Linked DNA regions of Gossypium hirsutum: region 1 is linked to region 2. A link is a contact called in public Hi-C data. All regions are on one chromosome and are shown on one strand. The core of a region is the stretch at or near the end of the contact, and the rest is flanking DNA. Distances in the headings are between cores, read along the strand shown.

What was found. A called contact is a pair of places that touch in the nucleus more often than the background predicts.
Region 1: a Hi-C map of leaf shows a contact between it and region 2, with 2.3 times the contacts expected there. The contact joins the promoter of LOC107901573 here to the promoter of LOC107901567 in region 2. A contact is called at or near these places in 4 of 34 Hi-C or Micro-C datasets (all in leaf).

The regions. Positions count from the first base shown.
Region 1 is chrD06:22,103,596-22,108,810 of Gossypium_hirsutum_v2.1, reverse strand. It overlaps LOC107901573, which reads left to right and starts at 1,738. Exons shown (of 4, transcript XR_005914544.1): 1 at 1,738-2,516; 2 at 2,994-3,079; 3 at 3,549-3,710; 4 at 4,613-5,215.
Region 2 is chrD06:21,971,573-21,977,604 of Gossypium_hirsutum_v2.1, reverse strand. It overlaps LOC107901567 (eukaryotic translation initiation factor 3 subunit L), which reads left to right and starts at 1,634. Exons shown (of 8, transcript XM_016827625.2): 1 at 1,634-2,087; 2 at 2,836-2,994; 3 at 3,090-3,421; 4 at 3,559-3,898; 5 at 4,498-4,646; 6 at 4,745-4,838; 7 at 5,127-5,198; 8 at 5,442-5,780. The coding sequence starts at 1,716. The coding sequence ends at 5,486. It also overlaps LOC107901568.

The DNA of each region.
Region 1 (5,215 bases), core at 489-2,988, 130 kb before region 2:
TTATTTTCATGAACATAAGTATACTTCCATTGAAGATTACCATTTCAATCTTTTTCATAAATACATGATTTAGTTCATTTGAACACTTACCATTCATTTCCTTTCCATGTCCGTTGAACCATTTAGAATATCATCGAATACTCAGGAAAGTTTACACGAAATGTGCTAAACATATAACCGTAACCTTTCCTTTACATCGTTGCTCACACGAGCTATGAAATGGGCTTGCTCACACGAAGTGTGGGTCAAAATGTAAGCTATACAATGCTGCTCACACGAGCTGTGGAGTACCCGCAACAAATGCAGGACCTCAGCCATCGGTAGGACATTCAAGACCAGCACCCGAAACATGAAAACCCTAATAACATGTCATTTGTATCCTACGAATTCTTAATGTTCAAACGGGGCTCGATAACCGTCATGGTATTGTTGGATAATCATCATTTAATTATATGAAAATTAACATAATAACATATAATCAGAACTACCATTAGAAATTATACTTATTCATACGAACTTACCTCAACGATGAGGGCGTAGAAATGAGATTGACTAATCCGAGGCTTTAGCTTTTCCTCGATCTAGATTTGTACATGGTCTATCTTGATCTAAATAGAAAAATTCAATCCATTTAATTCTTCTATATTCAATTCATTCTGTATTTATATTTTTGAAAAATTATAATTTTGCCCTTAACATCTTAACTTTTTTTACAATTTAGTCCTTAAGCTCATAAACTGAAATTTAAACCTTTTAATCCCCATCTCATTCTAGATGCATTCACTAGAGACCTATAGAAATTCATACAAAACATCATTTCATAATTTCACCATGAACTTTTATCATTTTTACAAATAAGTCCCTAAATGCCATTTTTATCAAAAATCACTTTACAAAACTAGTTTCTTTATCAACAAGGACTCATAATCTTTCATTAAACATCAAGAATCATGTAAGAACATTCATTTCAAAACCCTATATCATTAACAATTTTGCAAATTGATCCTCGGGATAGCTTGGTTAAGCTACAACGATCCCGAAAATATAAAAATCACTAAAACGAGCTTGAAAAACCTACTATGCATGAAGATATTCCATGGACGAAAGAATCAGTTGAAGAAGATGATTTGAAGGTGATATCTCTTTTTTCTTTTTTTTGTGATTTATTTACTATTTTACCATTTTGCCCTTTAAAAATATTCAAAATTTCAATAAAACCTTGTAATGAATGTCCACTAACTATAAAAATGTTCTAATTACCATCTAGGTCCTCCTACATTAAATTTTCATAGCCATTTGTCCCTTTTTACTAAGAGAACTTCACTTTTGCATCTTTTACGATTTAGTCCTTTTCACTTAATTAAGCATGCAAACATCAAAATTTCTTAACGAAATTTTTATACCACCTTACTACATTCCATAGACATTAAAATAAAAAAAATAATTTAATCGTCAAATTTATGGTCTCGAAACTACTGTTTCGATTTCACTAAAAACGAAATGTTACAATCGATAATCATACCTGGTATCAATACCAATTTCAGCTTTGAAGTTCAAAAATATTTAGCAAAAATCAAAAGTATTGATACCTTCCTTATTTTATCAATTCCCCTACTTAGTATCGATACTAATTTAAGCTTCAATGTTTAAGAAAATTACGTAAAAATAAAAACTATTGATACCTTAAAGAGAGTATCAACACCTTCCAAAATTTATCGATAGCCTTCCTGGTATCAATACTATTTTGAGGTTCAATATTTTTAAAATTTAATAAAATTTTCCCGAGTATCGATATCCTCTCCAAGGTATCAATACCTCATAGAAAGTATCGATAAAATTAATTTTGTATCAATACTAAAAGCATTAACGATCACTAATTTGAGGCATTAAATGCCCAAAGTATTGATACCCCTCCAAAGGACCTTTTGTTGCAAAAGACATTAACAACATGTTTGGTTGGGGGAATAGGAATGCATTCCCCCAAATCGGTGGGCCCACTACCAAACATTAGTTTGGTTGGCTGTAATGGTAATACAGTCTGAATCCATTTAGGTTCTATTACGGGAAAACGCATTCCCTTCCTTCATCGCTGAATAGCCATTCCATTCCACGGGAGTATTTTTTTTCCCTTTTCATTTTTTTCCCTCAGCTTCATCTTCTTCTTTCCTTTCCATATCTGTGTTTCCCTTTTTTCCTTCTTATTTCCCTTTATCTTATTTCCCTTTTTTCCTTCATTACTGATGTTGAAATTCCGCTGAAAGAACCATAAAAAAGACATCAATATCAGCTTCAAGAATCAGAGAAGAGAAATTCAAGATTGCTCATTTTTCTCTCTATAAATTAATTATTATTATCGAAAATGGCTATTTCCTCTGTTTATTTGTTAATCGACAATGAGCGATCAATCGGAGGAATTGCCTCTCATGGCTCCCCCACCGACACCGACCCTAACGAGATCGACCTCGAGGCCAGTCTAGCCGATCAAATTCAGTGTCGAATTTGCCTCGAAACCGACGGTATGTTCTACTTTTAAACCCTATTTCCTCAAATTTAACTTCCTTTTTTTAAAGAAATTTTAAAAAATTAGTTTCATCGATTGTGCTATGAATCACGATCACTTTGCATATTTTAAGCCTTCCTCTCGAAAAAAATCTGGTCTGTTTTTTCCTTCAAAATCCAACCATGTACATCACTCTAGTATAACGGGTTTAATTTTTTCGTTTGGCGACCAAACTGATTGGATTATTAAACAAAATTAGAGAAGATAAAAATAGCAATTTAATTATTTTCAATTCCCTTTTTTTTTATTTTAAATAATTCCTTCGCAGTAAATTTTTTTGGTCATCCTACACAATAATGTTTAATAATTATGAAAAAAAGAAAACTTAATTTTTGTTGCTAAGGGTGTTGTTAAACTTAATTTTTGTTGCTAAGGGTGTTGTTTGAAGGAACTTGTGCTAATAACTAGTTCAATGTGCAATTGTTTTCCTCAGGTAGAGATTTTATTGCTCCTTGCAAGTGCAAAGGAACATCAAAATATGTACATCGTGAATGTTTAGATCATTGGCGAGCTGTAAAGGTATAAACATTGATACCCTTTTTCTTCATTTTTGAACAGTGAACTTGGAATTCTTTATACTTTACTTGTACTATGGTTTCACTGGCGTCTGTAGGAGTGCTTTTCTTTACAGCTGTTATTTCATTGCTTGAACTAAATTTCAATGCTAGTGTTGCTGTGTTACCTTCTTGAAGGCTACCTATACTAAGTTTATAGGTAAATTGTTTGCACGTTTATACAACATTTACAACAATCAATAAAACTTAAACAAGAATTAACCTATGTTACCTTCTTGAAGGCTACCTTTACCTAACAGTAGATAGGACAAAGTTGATTAAGTGCTTTGGATATTTTTGGACAAGGTGCATTTGATTAGGCGCTTGCTTGGTGTGCCTAGGCACACTTTTTGTTAAGGTGTTAAGCATTAAAAGAAGCAGTTTGGTTGAAGCTCTCTTTAATTTAATTTGTTTTGAACTTTTCTTTTCACTAGATGTACCTTTAAGAGTGAGAAAGGGATAACATCTAACTTATTAGATGTACCTTCTTAGACGTTGAGAATGCGCTTACGAAGTTCACATGGGCTAAAGAAGTTCATAAGAAGATGGTTAAGCTGAAAGAGGAAGGCAAACCGATGCCAAAGAACTTTGCTGAGGTAGGTTCACCATAGAGGTGCTCATGGGTCGGGCCCGGCCTGGCCTGAAATATGGGCCTAAAATTTTGTCTAGGCCCAGCCCGAGAAAAAAATCATAAGCCTGAGCCCGGCCCGGCCTATTTTTTTAATAAATACAAAAAATTTATTTTTAAAATTAAAAAAATTTTAAAATTAAAAAATAAATATGTTTATTATATCGGGCCGGGCCGGGCCGGGCCGGGTCGGGTCGGGCCCGGGCCAAAAAAGTGGTGCCCGAGGCCCGACCCGTTTTCTAAACGGGCCTCATTTTTTGCCCAAGCCCATATTTCAGGCCTATATTTTTACTCAAACCCTCCCATATTTCGAGCGGGCCGTCGGGCCGGGCCGGGCCACCCGACCCATGAGCACCTCTAGTTCACCACTGGTTTTTTTCAGTTATGTTTTTGCTAATCATATGTTGAATGATTAAAATGTATGAGCTAGTGTATTTATGCTTATTGCTCAATTTTTCTGATATTAAATTCTCTAAGTTAATGTATTTTTGTCTTTTGGCTGCTGCTCGGTGAATATGATGTTGAATGTAGGATGAGCTATTTGAAAGATAAGTAAGATATTTGTATAAGAAGGTAGGGGAGTTAGTTATGCATATTATCTGAGTCAAAATGATGATTGTATATCTTGTTGTTCAGACTATAGTTTGAGTGTCTGATATATATATTTGACATGGGTGTGTTATGTTCATTTTTTGTCCAATTTTTTTAATGTATTTGAAGGATTTTTAGAGGATTATCTCCCTATATTCATTATGGTCCCAGGCTTGCATCAAACATGGATGCATAAAGGAAAAGAAAGAGTCTAACTAACATAGAGTTACAGATGTTTGGTCTGCTGATCTGCGTTATGCTTTTTTGGTTCAATGCCAGATTGCTTAAAAGACTGAGATGTCTGCCTTCATTCATCTTCAGTTGCTGAAATTCGCATTTGAGTTCGGATGAATGTTTCTCCCACAGTTTAAAACATCAATGACAAGTATTAGTTTATGCATCTCTCTCTTTCTCCATTGGAAATGTCATTCGTTTTATTTTTTTATCTTTTGCAGGTGCAAAGGCTAATGGGTTCAACACCATTGGATCTTGCCAAATTTAATATGGTAAAGAGTGGAGAAATGAGTCATAATGCTCCTTGTCCATGTGGTTCCAAGAAGAGATACAAAAGGTAATTTGGCACATTATTTCCCAGCGATCTGTGTTGCTGTGAGTAGCTCATAACCTGGATGCAGTGCTTAAGAGATTTTATGTCCTCAACCACGAAATGTTTTTCCAGTGCCAGTGTTGTTCCCTTCAAGTAGCACAATTTGTTTATCTTCTTTCATAAGAAGTTTCGCTTTGTGAGCTAGTTCCGTTTTGATACTTATATGTTGTTGGGGTCTACTTTAGTATCTAACTTTACTAGTAGGTCTATTTTGACTATGAATTTATATTCCGTCCAAATTTAATGCTGTGAGACAATCTTAAAGTGTTATGTCA
Region 2 (6,032 bases), core at 385-2,884:
GCAGCTTGAGTACTTATCCATATGCTAGGTTTTCTTCGAGGTCACCTAACTGCTAATATTTTCTTGCTTCCATATAACTACTATTTTGCCTCTTTTTTTCCCATATATGGATGTATAGATTTCATAGATCAGATATGGTTAGTTTTAAAAGTTATTCCATGTATTTGGAGGATCTTTGGAAGTCATATCTCCATATTCGTGTGTTGGATATGAGTGTCAGACACGAGTATTTCAAGAAAAATGAAGAGTCTGAACAACATAAATGTTGAGATGCCATAGTAACTTTATTCCAATCTACAGGTGGAGTTCGCTGCTTGTCTATTTTGAATGCGGTTTTTGCTCTCATTTTTGGTCTTCTTGCTTTGTTCTTGGGCTCAAGCCTCCTCACATTAGGAAGTAGCTGCTCTTTGCCCCTGTTTTGGTGCTACGAGATTGCTTCATGGGGCTGGTGATTCTATATGGAGGAACTGCCATCTTCCTAAGAAGGAGAGCAGCCATAATTCTTGATGAAGGAGAATTTGGTAGTCAAACCCTTGGTTTAGAAATGTTGGAGGCTAACCCCTTGGAAGTCACCCCAGATGTGGAAAGGCGTGTTAATGAAGGCTTCAAAGCGTGGATGGGATCATCCCTTCTATCATCTGATGAAGAAGATGAACCTGAGAGTTACCACGAAGTGCCTCACGTAACACGTACAAGTTCTAACAGGCAGAGAGTGTGATTCATGTATCAAGTCTCCCAGTGTTCACACTTTTTTGGGGAAATTTTGGAGTGTGGAAGCTCAAGCTTAAGAGCCATTGAACCAAATACCAATAGCTCATGAGCAGAACAGCTTTTAACTGTAGCAACAATCATGATGTCCGGTTGTCGGGCACAGTAACCGACTTTGATAGCTTGTGAAAAGTTCACCAGCCAGGGTGAGCTGTTGTCCTTTTGTGTTTTGAGCCCTAGCCATGAAAGAGCGTTTTAACTAGTCTTTCTTGTATAGCTTGTTTACTTGCCGGACTAGGTCCTCAAAACTTCAAAATTCAGTAATTGAAAGAAAAAAGAAATCACTCAAAGTTATTCACCTGATTGTGCCTTTCATCATCCTAAGTGTGAGTATTACTTGATTTTTATATTACTCGACTCATGAATGAATTTTGTTCATGTATTTGGAGGATTTTTGGAGATCTGGTCTCCACATTCATGTGTTAGACATGAGTGTTGGATATGGGTACTTAAAATAAATATGAAAAGTTTGAGCTATGTTGTTATGATTAATATAGTATCAATTATGAGGTATTACTATTTTGATATAATTTTAGAATGTTTTGTGCAATCAACTAAAAATAGGAAAATAAATGTAAAATTATATTTTCTTTTAATAATTTGTCTCCTGGGCAAGTAAAAGTTTATACAAATTGAATTTTGAAAGGGGTTAAATTGGTAAATGATTAGATATAAATTATTTGTATCAAATTGCTCATCTTAATCAACTTGATACTGTATATGTTTATATTAAAAATATATGAATTCTTTTTTTGCATTTAATTTCTCATATTTCATTAGAATTGGTGGGTTTGATTAGATTTAAATCATGGGAATGGGCCACAAATTGAGCCCAACAACTTTTATAATGTTCTTTCTTCACTAAACCCTAATTTCTCCCCCACTCTCGTTTCACAGTCGACGGTCCATGCTCTCGAGTTCCTTCATCGTGGGCCTCGACTTCAGCAATGGCAACCACCTATGATTACGAGGAGGCTCCCGCCACCTACGACGAAGGCCGCCACCAAGACCTTGGCTACGACCCGAACTTCGTTCCCGACTCCGTTAGGTCGTTTGTCGTCCACTTATACCGTCACATTCGCGAGAAAAATGTGTACGAGATTCACCAAATGTACGAGATCTCATTCCAAACCCTCTCCGACCGCCTCTTCAAAGACACTCCTTGGCCCTCCGTTGACGCCGTCGCTCATTACGTCGACAACGACCAAGTCTTTTGCCTCCTTTACCGTGAGATGTGGTTCCGCCATCTCTATGCTCGCCTTTCTCCCACTCTTAAGCAGAGGATCGATTCTTGGGATAATTATTGTAGCCTCTTTCAGGTAATTACTTATAAATTGTGTATGAATATCTGTGATTTGGTGACGCCGATTAATTGATTATGGAATTCGAAGAGCAACTGAGTAAAAATCGAAATTCGACTTAACTGATCAATTTCATACCTTAATCAACTAACCGATCGAATTAACTGATCAATCTCCTAATCAACTAACTCATAGATTATACTGCCTTAACTTCGGTCGTTCGGTCGATTAAACTATGTATCAGTATCTGTGATTTTGTGACGCCGATTAATTTGATTATGGAAGTGCAATTGATAGGTTCAGTTGTAGAAAATCAACTTAACTGATGAATTTGATACTTTATTCGACTAACCGATTGACTTATCCTTATTGATCAATCTCATAATCAAGAAGCCCATCGAGTGTATTGTCTTAACTTGGATCGTTTCAGTCGGTTAAACTGAAAATTTATTTTTTTTCCTTTTTCTCTTGTTTTCTTCTAAGCATGAGAAATGAAATACGGAATCAGTTGGGGGCTTTGGTTAAAATTTTATATATGATATGTTTATTATAAATTATACATATTTAGAAAATTAAAATAATATATATTAGTTGACTAAGGGGTCTATTTAGTTACAAAGTCAATAATTGATTACTGATTGACTTAACCTATTTAATGGCTGACATAATCGAATTATAACTGACTTGACTTGAGGCTATCAGTTAAGTTAGTTAGTTTGGATAGATTTTGCTCATCCTAGATTTTATTGGTTTGGTTTTGGTTCAGGTTGTGTTGCATAGGGTAGTTAACATGCAGTTACCTAATCAATGGTTGTGGGACATGGTGGATGAGTTTGTGTACCAATTCCAGAGTTTTTGTCAATACAGAGCTAAAATGAAGAATAAAACCGAGCAAGAAATCGCTCTTCTCCGTCAATATGATCAGGTAATGTAATTCCTGCTGATTCAGTGATAGCTACTTAAAGCAGAATGTAATTTCAAGTAGTTGTAATTGCTATCTGAAGTTACTTCTCTTTGTAGGCATGGAATGTGTATGGGGTGCTTAATTACTTGCAAGCATTTGTGGAGAAGTCAAATATTATTCAGATATTGGAGCAGGAGAAGGAGGGTCTTGAGCAATTTACTGCTACTGATGGATATGATTACAGTGGTGGAAGCAATGTGTTGAAGGTGTTGGGGTACTTCAGTATGGTGGGTTTGTTGCGAGTTCATTGTCTTTTGGGTGATTACCAAACCGGGTTGAAGTGCTTGCTTCCTATTGACATCAGTCAACAAGGTGTTTACACCAGTGTTATAGGAAGTCATATTGCAACCATATATCATTATGGTTTTGCCAATCTTATGTTGCGGAGGTATGTTTTTATTTGCTACTTTACCATGTAATAAGTTAGCCTTTTTTAATGTATTTACTAAAGTTCTATTCTGTTTTTAATTCTTTCCCCATTTTTGGCTGAGCTTGATAATAATATAATATTGTTTTTAATTAAAGGTATGTGGAGGCTATTTGTGAATTCAATAAGATGCTCCTGTATATTTACAAGACAAAGCAATATCATCAGAAATCTCCACAGTATGAACAAATATTGAAAAAGAATGAACAGATGTATGCCTTGCTGGCGATTTGTCTTTCACTTTGTCCCCAAGTGAAACTTGTTGATGAGACTGTGAACTCTCAGCTGCGAGAGAAATATGGTGAAAAGATGGCTAGGATGCAAAGATATGATGATGAAGCTTTTATCATCTATGATGAGCTCTTCTCATATGCATGTCCCAAGTTCATTACACCTTCAGCTTCAAGCTTTGAGGAGCCCCTTGTAAATTACAACCAGGTAAATGGGTTTATTGTTCTATGCAATTTTAGAATGATTTTAGTGGAAGTAGATTAAACAGATAATATATGGTTGTTCCTTTCATTATTTACATCCGTAGTCCAAGTATGTTTCTAACTTTCTGTAGTTAGGCTTATTCGTATTTCTTTTATTGCTCATACTTGCCTTCTGAACAATGGCCACATGTTGGGAATTAATCCATTGAACTGAAACATCTGCACCCAGGTGTTGGTATGGAAGGAAGAGTGATATGTGCTACTCCTACTGCTTCCCTTCCCCACGGTTTAAAGAGCTTGCCTTAGGCTGAATATACCTGCAATTATTTCTTGCTAGATTCAAGATTGATGTTGATGCAGAGTTGATGTTGGTTCAGTATATTTTAGTAGATGGTTATGCGCAATCTGTCTGTCTGTTCCATCTTATATATCGATGGAGCTCCAGCCCCCACACAAGAGTTATGTGACATTAGGTGTTGAAAGATAGTGTAGATCTTAGGTTCATATACTTATTTATGGTTGAGGAAGGGAAATAATATGATCATTAGGCATATTGTGTAAGCGTTATATGTGTTTTACCTGCTTCCATTTGATTTTATGCAGGATGCTTATAGACTTCAGTTGAAGCTGTTTCTATATGAAGTGAAGCAACAGCAGTTGTTATCAGGTGTTCGGACATTTCTTAAAGTGTATTCAACTATATCTCTTGGGAAGCTTGCAAATTACTTGGAAGTGGATGAGCCCACTCTGAGGTCGACATTTATTTATTTTTCCTCTGGTTTCTTTGTATTTGATTCAATTGTATGCTTATCTTGTTGTATATGTACTGAAGTTGTTTCTTGTTTTATAGGACCATCTTATTGACATACAAGCACAAAACTCATGCTGTTGATTCTGATGGAAAGATTATCTCTAATGCTGATGTGGACTTCTACATTGATGATGTAGGTTTCATTTTTAGCTTATGCACGTATCTATGAGCTTCTAACAGAATGTGGTTTAAGTTACCATGCCTTATATTAGAGCTTCTTAGTTCCAGATACAGATAGCACCTACTAGCAATCTCTTGAAAACCAAATCTCAATTATTCTCAGGCTAGCTAATGCATATAAAATTTGAAGTTGTATCTAGAGAAGGTTATTGATAAGATTATATTTTTTTGTCTTTGGAGGTTAGTTTGAAAGAATAACTGCATTATTCGGCATTGGAAGTAACACTTTGCTTTGCTGCAGGACATGATTCATGTTGTTGAATCCATGCCAGTGAAAAGATATGGTGATTATTTCCTTCGACAGATTGTCAAGGTATGGTATATATTTGTATTTCTTTTATATGCTTGCATGACCAATCATATGGCGATGGGCTATGTGTGAGTGTCGGATAGATGTTGTAAATTTTTTTTCCATATATTTGGTGGTCATAACCCCATATTTATGTGGGACACATGCAGTTGAAGTCCGAACAACATAAGTGATGGGTATTTCACTTATTACGCACTTATTACTCTGGTTAACCCCTTTTGACTTTTTTTTTTCTCTAAATAACAGCTTGAAGGAGTGATCAATGACATGGATCGGATAAAGCTGGAATAGATGACCTACTTGATTATTTTATTACTTGTACTACTTTAGCGAAGGATTTATTTTATTTAAATGGCATTTTGATGCCCATTTTGTCTTGGAATGGGTAGAATCTCACGTTAAGATATATAAATGGTTCCTTTTTGAGAGCACTGTGAGAGGGGATTTATGCATTTGCGGGCTTGCCAGAAAATTTTTGTTGCGACTGTTGCTTTGTTTGTTATTCTTTAACTTTGGGTTAGCCCTATATTCAAAATATTGATGTGATGGATCATAGTCATCAATTTAATGAAGATGTGTTTATTAGATTTAGGCCTTTCAAGTGAAAATTGGACCACAAAAGAGTTAACAACTTGAATGCACTTGAATATGGGGTAAATTATGTCAGTCTCAACTTTGAGCTAAATGGTAAAAATCATTTTGGTTTCAATTTAGGTACTTAATTTTTAAAAAATAATAAAACAGTCATTAACATTATCAAAAAGTGACAAATCAATCACCTATTAACATTTTTGTTACAGGCCTAATGGAACGGGTGATGTAGCTAGTTAATTACCT